Linked DNA regions of Rattus norvegicus: region 2 is linked to region 1. A link is a contact called in public Hi-C data. All regions are on one chromosome and are shown on one strand. Each heading gives the region's core, a stretch centred on a gene start, on an enhancer-like site or on the middle of the called end of the contact. The rest is flanking DNA. Distances are from core to core; before and after follow the strand shown. Region 1 overlaps Cpeb3 (cytoplasmic polyadenylation element binding protein 3). Region 2 holds the start of Kif11 (kinesin family member 11).

What was found. A called contact is a pair of places that touch in the nucleus more often than the background predicts.
Region 2: a Hi-C map of the A7r5 cell line shows a contact between it and region 1, with 4 times the contacts expected there. The contact joins the promoter of Kif11 here to the enhancer-like site in region 1. A contact is called at or near these places in 2 of 12 Hi-C or Micro-C datasets (the A7r5 cell line and Schwann cells).

The regions. Positions count from the first base shown.
Region 1 is chr1:244,196,817-244,201,578 of GRCr8, forward strand. All of the region lies in intron 8 of Cpeb3 (cytoplasmic polyadenylation element binding protein 3), which reads right to left. Among named protein-coding and RNA genes, the nearest start is that of Btaf1, 120 kb to the left of the region's middle. Within about 2 kb of position 2,040, at least 14 of the 93 cell types and tissues checked have an H3K27ac peak or open chromatin away from gene starts, as enhancers often do. A contact at or near this core is called in the A7r5 cell line, where this site is marked.
Region 2 is chr1:244,535,093-244,539,508 of GRCr8, forward strand. Kif11 (kinesin family member 11) reads left to right here and starts at 1,775. Exons shown (of 22, transcript NM_001169112.1): 1 at 1,775-2,043. The coding sequence starts at 1,967. It overlaps LOC134483989 (a long non-coding RNA gene), which reads right to left and starts at 1,646. Exons shown (of 2, transcript XR_010061245.1): 1 at 1,262-1,646; 2 at 636-725.

The sequences.
Region 1 (4,762 bases), core at 790-3,289:
CAGCTTATTTTCTTTTCTAAAATTCTTAAAAATTTTCTTATTCAAGTGTGAATGGTTGTGTGTGTATGTGTGATGTGTGTGTATACATGCAAAGGCGTGCATACCAGATGAGTGTATTAGTCAGAGGACACCTTTTGGAGTCAGTTCTCTCCTTCCCGCTCTTCTGTGAGTTCTGAGGCTAGACCTCAGGACAGAAGGCTTGCATTCTGCATTGTCAGGCAGCAAGTATCTTTACCTACTGACCACTACACTGCCTGCCCACAGTATTTCTTTTTACTTAGCTTCTTATGCTCACAGTTTATACTATTTATCATACACTGAGAAATGAAGCATCTTATCAGCTTACCCTTAAAGCAAATTCCTTTTAATCATGACTGATTACAAAGAACAGTTTAAAACAAGCAAAGCAGAAGTAATGCTACCCTTTCTCCCTAAAAGGTAAGGGTGACACTGTCCCCAGTGGGTTAGTCAGCAAGTGGGTGGCCACTGGAGACGGGCGGGAGAAGCCACCTGGTGTTTGCCATGAAGGAATTAATGCCTATCCTCTGTCCCTCCCTCTCAGGTTAAGATGGGATACAATATAGGTGAATTTCCATATTTTAATACTCACAGAATTCATTTCTGGTCTCAATGGCTGAGCTTGGCAAGCCTGGCACTCCTGCCTTGCCAAACTCTTCTGTCTGCCCCCAGATGTTCTAAAACTGGAACTGCTCCTTATTAACAATTCACACAGTCCTTCACAGGGCTGGGTTTACCTTACCCCAGGCTAGGCTTTTTTCCCTTTTATTATACTTTCTCTTATTAGAAAGCAAAAAGCCACACAACCTTCCATTCTTCCAATTCTCATCACCACCCCAAGTTAGACTCTGAAAACATAAGCCCGCTAGGCATTCTGTTAGCTACAGATGTGATCCACCTTTACTGTCCAAGAAAGTCCAGTGTCATTTCTGTAAGATGTGCTCAACTGGGCGAAGTGACTGCTTCCTTGAGATTTCCCACAAAGGTTGTCTCATGCTTTCATGAGGGTGCGTCACTAACTTTTAATTATAAACACAATACTTCCCCGACCCTGGAGGGAAGTGGTTCTTGTGCCACTGCCTCTGGTGCCTCCTGCACAGAAGCCCCCTTCTGGCCTGACTTCTGACAAAGCTCTTAGGCAGCTTACAGACTCACACACTGTTGGCTGACTTTGGTCATGGTCGCTATCCCTCCAACCCTCTTGGTATTCACCTTTGGCCTCCATGTATTGCTCAGGGTGGTCTCAAAAGCTCCTGAGCTCAATCATCCCCCAGGTTCCAATTCCTATCCAGCTAAGACTAGTGTTGTGCACTCCTGAATCCAAATGGTAACACATCTCTTCGTTTCAAAATGAAAGTCTCATGACTTTTCCATATAAAGCTATTTGTTTTCATCTTATAAACATTACAGGAAACACATTACACCTTCTATAACAGCTGTATGCTTCAGCTGGTCAAAGGAACACTGCAGAAGACCTAGAAACGTCCTGACGACCGCTGTCCTTACCACAGTCTTCCTTCTACCACTACTTGCTCCGCCCTCTACTTGATCGTCTCACACACAACTCCATCCCTTTGCTCTATTCTTGGCTTTACAGCTTAGGTAAGCTCACAGGAAGAAGGCTCAGGACGCAGTGCTGATCAACCCTATTCACCAAACCCACACTTCCCAGCTGCTGCCAGGAAAACAGCTGCTCAGAACTGGCACCCTGCAGAGCTAAAGAAAAGTTGACATAGGCCAGCATCAGCACATTCTGCATTAGCAGAGTAGTGTGGGAATGGACTGAGGCTTTCCCTCTCAAAATGGCTGCTCTCTGAAATACAAGCTCCTTCCACACAACTCGTACCTCCCTGAGAGTGGCAATGCTCAACAAGCATTTACAAGAGAAAACACAAAACTTACTTTCCCTTAGTTTCTTTTTTGAATTATGCATTCCAGTGAAGGCTCTCCTGAGGACCATGAAATCTATGTTTGGCTGAACTATGTGTCTTCTAAATTCTTATCCTCTGAGTCAGTAATCTGTTTTACACAAAGCTTGCTGGTATAAACATTTATGTATGCCACAGTAACTTTGAAGGAATGCAGCACTAGTAAGATGAAGTTATTGGTGAAAGTGTGAGTTCCCCCTTCTGACGTCTCCCTGTGTCTCCTACAGAAGGCAAGTCCTTGGGGTTGCTATGTCAGACACTGCTACTTGGGGAAAGCTGTTGACTATCTTTTGGAGTTTCAGGGCATTCATTGATGTACTTTATCAAAAACTCGAAGGAAGTTTACAGGCAAGAAATCTGTTCAACATTGCTAAACACAGCATATCCCAAGTTATTTCTATGCAATTTTTAAACATAACACCTACTAATGTTCACATCTGGACATCACCGTCCTATGCCAAAGTACTTTCTGAGTGATGAACTGTTATTATTTTGAAAAGGTTACGTCCACAGAAATTAACTTTAAGTAGTTAAGAGTAAATTTAATATTAGTAAATTAGTTAATATATTTAAATATTAGACAGATGTCCAAAGAACATCTTTTATTATTAAAAGTTTTGCAGACTGACCCTCATTAAATATATGTCATCAAATCAGTTTGGTTAAGTAGGGATCGAAATTAAAGACTAAAATGTTATTTACTTAAAACTAAAGGTGATTAATAGAATTAAGGGCAAGCCAACTACTACAGAAAACACTAAGAAATGTAACATGGATCACTAGTTTAGACTGAGGCATATGATAAAAACCACTAGCTAAAAAGAGTTCAATGAAAATTAACAAAAACTCCCAAATTAAAATGTCAATGTATTTTTTTGTACTTTTTTGTTCTACCTTTTTTTTTTTTTTTTTTTTTTGGTTCTTTTTTTTTTCCGGAGCTGGGGACTGAACCCAGGGCCTTGCGCTTCCTAGGCAAGCGCTCTACCACTGAGCTAAATCCCCAGCCCCCTTTTGTTCTACCTTTAATCACAGAATAAAAGAAAACACAACGGCCTTGCATACTGGCACCGGCCTTTAACCCCAGCCCTGGGGTGGGGTGGGGGTGGGGAGGAAAAAAACAGAAAAGGGCTTCAGGTTTTCTGTGTTGGGGTGTGTGTGTGTGCGTGTGTGTGTTGGTTCTTGCTTTAGACTTCATCCTCCTGGTACCACTGTAGGTTACAAACGCCCATCACACAAATCCTGCTGCAAGGCATCTTGTTCCCTCTGTTTTTCCCAAAGGAACTCAAAAGTCAGCACTGCAGTTCCGTGGTCAGCTCAGGTACCAGAGCTGACACCTCCTCCCCGCCGTCTGGCTGTTACTTCTCTCCTACAAGGCTCAGAGCTGAGACACTGTCAACTCTAACTCCCTTTCTGATTTCCTGGTTTTTTGCACCCCTCCCCCACCCCCATTTCCTTTAAGCTCCTATTCTTCAAGAAAAGACTATTTCTCCTCCTAATCCTACAATCCTTTTATTTTACACGAAACAGGACAATAGTGCAGAGCCATCAGGAATGCTCTCCACGGCAAGGGGCAGCATCCCAGTACATCCTCACAGCCAGGATGAGTCAGCAAACCAAGTGCCTTGACATATAGCTGTGCCGGGTCAGTTGAAGTGATGTACTCCGACCCATGTCGGCCGTCAGCAATTCTATTTTAAGTACCACAGCCCTCACCAAATCACTAAAGTGTGACAGCAGAAGCAGAAAGAGTTTAGTTTCTAGAGAATCTTTGCCTCTTCCATGGTCTAAGGGCTCTTTTTATCATTAAACACAGAAACTAACAGCCAGAGTAGCAGTATTTGGGGAGTAAACTTTTCAAAGCACACACATATTTGGTATTTCATTTTGAGCTAATTTTCATTTCTCAAAGAGTAATAAACAAATCAGCCAATTTTCAGGAGTAGATGCTATCTATTGTTCTCAAGTGTTCTTCTCTACCAATGTCGACAACCTGGGCATCTCTCTCGAGAAGTAGAAAGAATAGCACCTGAGAGATGATCAGTCCTTGGCTTTGGTAGGACTTTGTATCCTACACAGCTCTGGAGCCATGGGCCGAAAGATCTAAGCCTCTAACCCAGCTGTCCTCAATCTATGGGTTGCAACCCCTTTAGGGGTGGAATGACCCCTTTCACAGGGGTCATCTAAGATCATCGGAAAACACAGATATTTACATTATGATTCATAACATTAGAAAGATCACAGTTATGAAGTAGCAAACATGAGGAACTGTATTAAAGGGTTGCAGCATTAGAAAGGCTGAGAACTATTGGTCTAACCGATCCTCAAACAAAAAAGGGCCCCAGGGAACTTCATCAAAAGAGCCAAAATTCTTTCTAGACAGGTAGCAAAAATTAATACTAGAAAATTCTATCTTGTGCTTCCAGAATGCTCCAGGTGCCCCACTGAGCTTAGTCCAGGCACAGTAAGGTAAGCCCTACAACTAAGCTAAGCTGTAATGCCTATTCCATGCAAGGCTGCTCAGTCCCTCAGGGGCCTTCAACCACTAACGAAGCATGGCATTTTGTGTACTCTTTCATAGGGATGCTTAGCAAAGAGAGAGAGAGAGAGAGAGAGAGAGAGAGAGAGAGAGAATGAACAAATGATGTATAGCCATGCACTACTGTTGAGTTAGTAAAGCCACTATTAATTAAATGCTACAAGCAAACACTTTCCTGTAAAGAAAGGCTTTCCAAAAAAAAAAAAAAAAAAGCTTTTCTGACTGAGTCATGACATCTGCTGCACAGTCTTCTCTGTCTATGGCTCCCAATCTCAAATAC
Region 2 (4,416 bases), core at 525-3,024, 340 kb after region 1:
TTATAGCCTAGCCTGGCTTGAACTTGCTAGACATCCAAGGCTAACCCAGACTCTAAGACTGAGATTACAAGCTTGTCCAACCAACCCAGCTAAAAATCGGTTTTTTAGAACCAGAAACTGGCAGAAAGATGAGAACAAGAAAAACATCCAAAATGTCAAAGGACTAGAGTTCCATCAAGGCAGCTGGTACACCAAATACAAGGGGAGATACAGAACAGTGGAAACAACACCTTCAAATAGTGGTCCTCAGCCTTCGTGGATCTCCGTTGAACGACCCTTTCACAGGGGCCACCTAAGCCCATCGGAAAACACAGGGATGGTAAGGCCTTTTGCATCCAATCCCAGTAAGATTGAAGACCATGGGTTGGAGAGATGGGTAAGGGCATTTAAGAGCACTTCTTGTTTTTCTAGAGGACCTGAGTTCAGTTCCTAGCATCCACTGCAGGTGGTTCACAACTGCCTTTAACTCCAGCTCCAGGGGATTCAATACCATCTTCTGGTGTCCAAGGGCACCACCACACACTTGGAGGGCAGGCAGACAGACAGACACACACACAAATAAAAAATAATTTTAAGCCAAACCTCTCAAAAAAAAAAAAAAAAAAAAAGCAACAAAACCAGCCAGGAGCCAGGAGTGGTAGCTCGTTCTTTTAATATTAGTACTCAGAAGGCTGGAAGATGACTGAGGATTCTCACAGGGCTATCCTTGTGTTCAGAAAGATATCCTGTTTAAAGAAACAAACAAACGAATACAAAAGAAAATGATGGACATAGTATAGTTTGATACTAAACCTCTTGTAGTCCACTGGGGCCTCGAACTGGAAATGTATAAGAATGATCTTGAACTCCTGATCCTTTTGCCTCTGTCCCCAAATGTTTGTGGTTTGCTTTTCAAAGGGTATTGGTTGAGTGAATGCAGTAGCAGGGAGGAGGAGAAGGGTAGAAGTGGGAAATCAAGGGAAGTCGTTCAGGGACGAGAAGCAAAGCCTTGGAGTAAGGTAGTTGTAGAGGAAGGTTCTGGTTAAAAACCAGTGTTGAAGTGAGAAAGGTTTGGGTGGAGGTAAGGGTAAAAAGAAATCTGGTATGCTCCCTTTTGTGGGACATTTTGAGATGGCGGTGAAGTCTCTGGAGCTAGTTTTTCTTTTGTTGTTGTTTGTTTTGTTTTTGAAGATAGGGTTTCTCTGTGGGACAATACCTGGCTGTCCCGGATTCTCTTTTTATGTAGATCAGGGTGGCCTTGAACTCTGAGAGATTCACTAACCTCTGCCACTTTGGCCGGCCTCCGCGGGTATTTACAGCTGGCTATGCTTAACCCAGAGGCCCAGGGATCTGGACTGGCGAGGTCGTAAGCTTCTTCCCGGCACCCGCTAGTGACATCAGAGGCTAAACCGCTTTAAGATCCCGTGAAATAGAAAAGCAGCTCCGGGAACCCACTGAGGTAGAGGAATCAGCCTTACTTTTTCCCCGGCCCCCATCTACACCTTTAGCAGTCCTCTAGTTCCTCACCTCTGAGGAAAGCGAGAGGCCTCTGAGGGCTGATGGCGGGCAGGGCCGAGCGAGCATGGAGACGTAGCCGTCTCAGGCCCCAGAAGCCTGCCAGCGGCAGCACAGAGTACAACGGACAACTTGCACCAGCCTGCACCACCAGCCACGCCCCGCCGTGACCCACGTTGACGACACGGGGTCCCATGATGCCTTGCGCGCCGCTCTGCCATTGGCCCCGCAAGTCGTCTTCCTTTTTTAAATTGAGGCGCCGAATCGTTGCTAGTTTCTGAGCAGAGGAGGTTTGTCCTCTCCGGCTCTTGCGGGGCGGTGGCCACGGCCAAAAGGTCTGCGTGGACCTCGGGGACGCGGAGCTGCAAGTCTTGGTCCTTCTTCCCTGGTCAGCACCGGGCGAGAAGAGGCGGCGCCCGGTTCTTACTGTGTCGGAGTCACCGCCAGGCCGGCAGGTTTTGGCTCGACCGTCATGGCGTCCCAGCCGAGTTCTTCTTCGAAGAAGAAAGAGGAAAAGGGCAAGAACATTCAGGTGGTGGTGAGATGCAGGTAAGGAAAGGCTGGTACGAGTTCTGAGGCGGAGGCTTCGCAGTTGGGCTCCTTCCTGTGCCGTTCCGGAGAGGCGCCGATTTGTTTACCTTTTCTGAAGGAATCTAAATCATCGGTTTCTGGGCTCCTCCGTGTTTTGTTCGGTAAAAAAGCTACCACGTTCAGGTCTAAATTAGGGTTTGTTTCGGAGCGGAAAGGATGTTGGTGTTAGTTATAGAGTTAAGCGGCACAAAGAATTTGATGGTTGCTCTTCGCTGAAAAGTGCGTTCCCATCTAAAAGCCAACGTCGCCGAAAATTTATCTGTCATTGCCCTTTGCTACACCGTGCGAGTTGTCAGTTCGGGAATAAAGCTTCAGATCTACTTTGTATGTAGTTTGGCGCTTGCCTTGGGGCTATTTCCACCTCAAAAAGAGTAATGGTTCTTTATTGTAGATGGCAACGGCCTATTCATCTCTATTAACCAAGTAGAAATTACTGAGTTTAAGTTAAGGTAAGTTGTAAAGTGGGTGTATGAACCTCACAAGCTAACGAAGGTACATGTCTGTGGTGCAGCATATTTCTTTTTTTTTAATCTGCGTTTGTTCACAAACCAAAAGCCAGAATTGTGAGTAGAGGAAGGATGTGGGGGTTCAGCACTCCCTGACTGACAAACAAATAACTTACCCAAATTTTTTAATTTTTTGAATTCTTGTAGTATTACCGAGGCTGGTCTGGAACTATATGTTAGTGTACTTTGCTGTCTCAGCCTCTGTCTGGGTCGTTTAGTTGAGATTGCTGGGTGACAAGTGTATGCCACTCCACATGTCATTTTGGTGGTTGTTTGTTTGTTTGTTTTGCTGAGACTGGTCTCAAACTCAGACTCGTTCCCTGTCTTAGTTCTGAGTTCTGGAGTTATAAGCAATTGGAGTTTGAATTACCAGACCCAAGTTTTTAAACTAGGTGTCAGAGAGAGGGGTGTGGCAGCAACCTCCAGTCTAATCGAAGATACTTAATTGCTGCACTGTGGAGCTGTAATTTAGCGACTTAATTTGGAACTTTCTTTTTAATCAACAGGAAATTAAATGCACTTAAGAATTTAGCAAAAAAAGAATTTAGCCAGGCTGTGGTGGGACATACCTCTAATCCCAGCATTGAGGAGGCAGAGGCAGGTGGATTGCTGAGTTCGAGGCCAGCCTGCTTTACAGATCGAGTTCCAAGACAGCCAGGGCTATGAAGAGAAACTCTTCATAGATTTATTTTTAATAATGTGTATGTGTGTCGGCATTTGCATACCTATGTGAGTGCCTATGTCGAACAGGAAGAAAGCATCACCTCTAGAAGCTAGAGTTACAGGTGGTTGTGAGCCAGCACCAGGTGTGGGGACTACAAACAGAACTCCTCCAGCCCTCTAGAGGAACAAGAAGTGTTCTTAATCTAAGCTAGCTCTTACACAACAAATGCACTTTTTTAAAACAATTATTTTGTAATAATAATTACTATTATTATACAATATTATCTTTTCTGTGTGCTATTATTTCTTTTGTTACTTACAAAATATTTGAGTCATAAGAAGTTATAAAGAAGACTAATGGTGGGTTGGGGATTTAGCTCAGTGATAGAGCGCCCTGGGTTCGGTCCCCAGCTCCGGGTGGGGGTGGGGGGGAAGAACACTAATGGTGGGGTTGTGGTGGTACATACAGGTCTCTAATCCCAGCAATAGGGAGGCAGAAGCATCATTGTAACATATGCTTTTGTTTATCACTCAAATTAAGAAATAAAACATCTCTGACCATACTGTCCTACATTTCAAGGCTTGCCTTAAGAGATTTTTTTTTTTTTTTTTTTTTACCAGTGAAAAACGTCTACATGTGTCTGTTAATAGTTTTGTCATAGTTTTCTTTTTCTTGTCTGGTTAGTCTTTATCAAGGAGTGTTCCCTGTGCCAGTCTCATTAAGTTTAATAAGCTGCATATGAGACTTTCTTAGGCTGTGGTATGTTAGATCTTCTTTTGTCTTGTGCGTTTGGTGGCAGGGTCTCAGGCTTTCTGTCTAGTCCCTGACTCATCTGCACCCAGACTTGAAGTCAGTGCAGTCAGTGCTCCTGTGGCCGCTTACTCAGTTATGATGCTACATGTGTGTGAGCCACATGCCTGTTTCTGATGCTGTTGCCTATGCCTTTGGTGTCTTATCCAAGGAATCATTGCTAAAGCCAACGTTGCCAGGTGTGTTTTCTTTGTTTCTCTAAGTTTTACAGTGTTAGATCTTAGGTGCAAGTTTTTGGTTCACTCTGTGTATGCTAGGTGAACATTCAGCTTCAATGTGTAGGATACCCAGTTTTTCATGTTACAAAACTAAAGACTAAAATCATTCTTCTAAAATCACTTGCCTGTATAG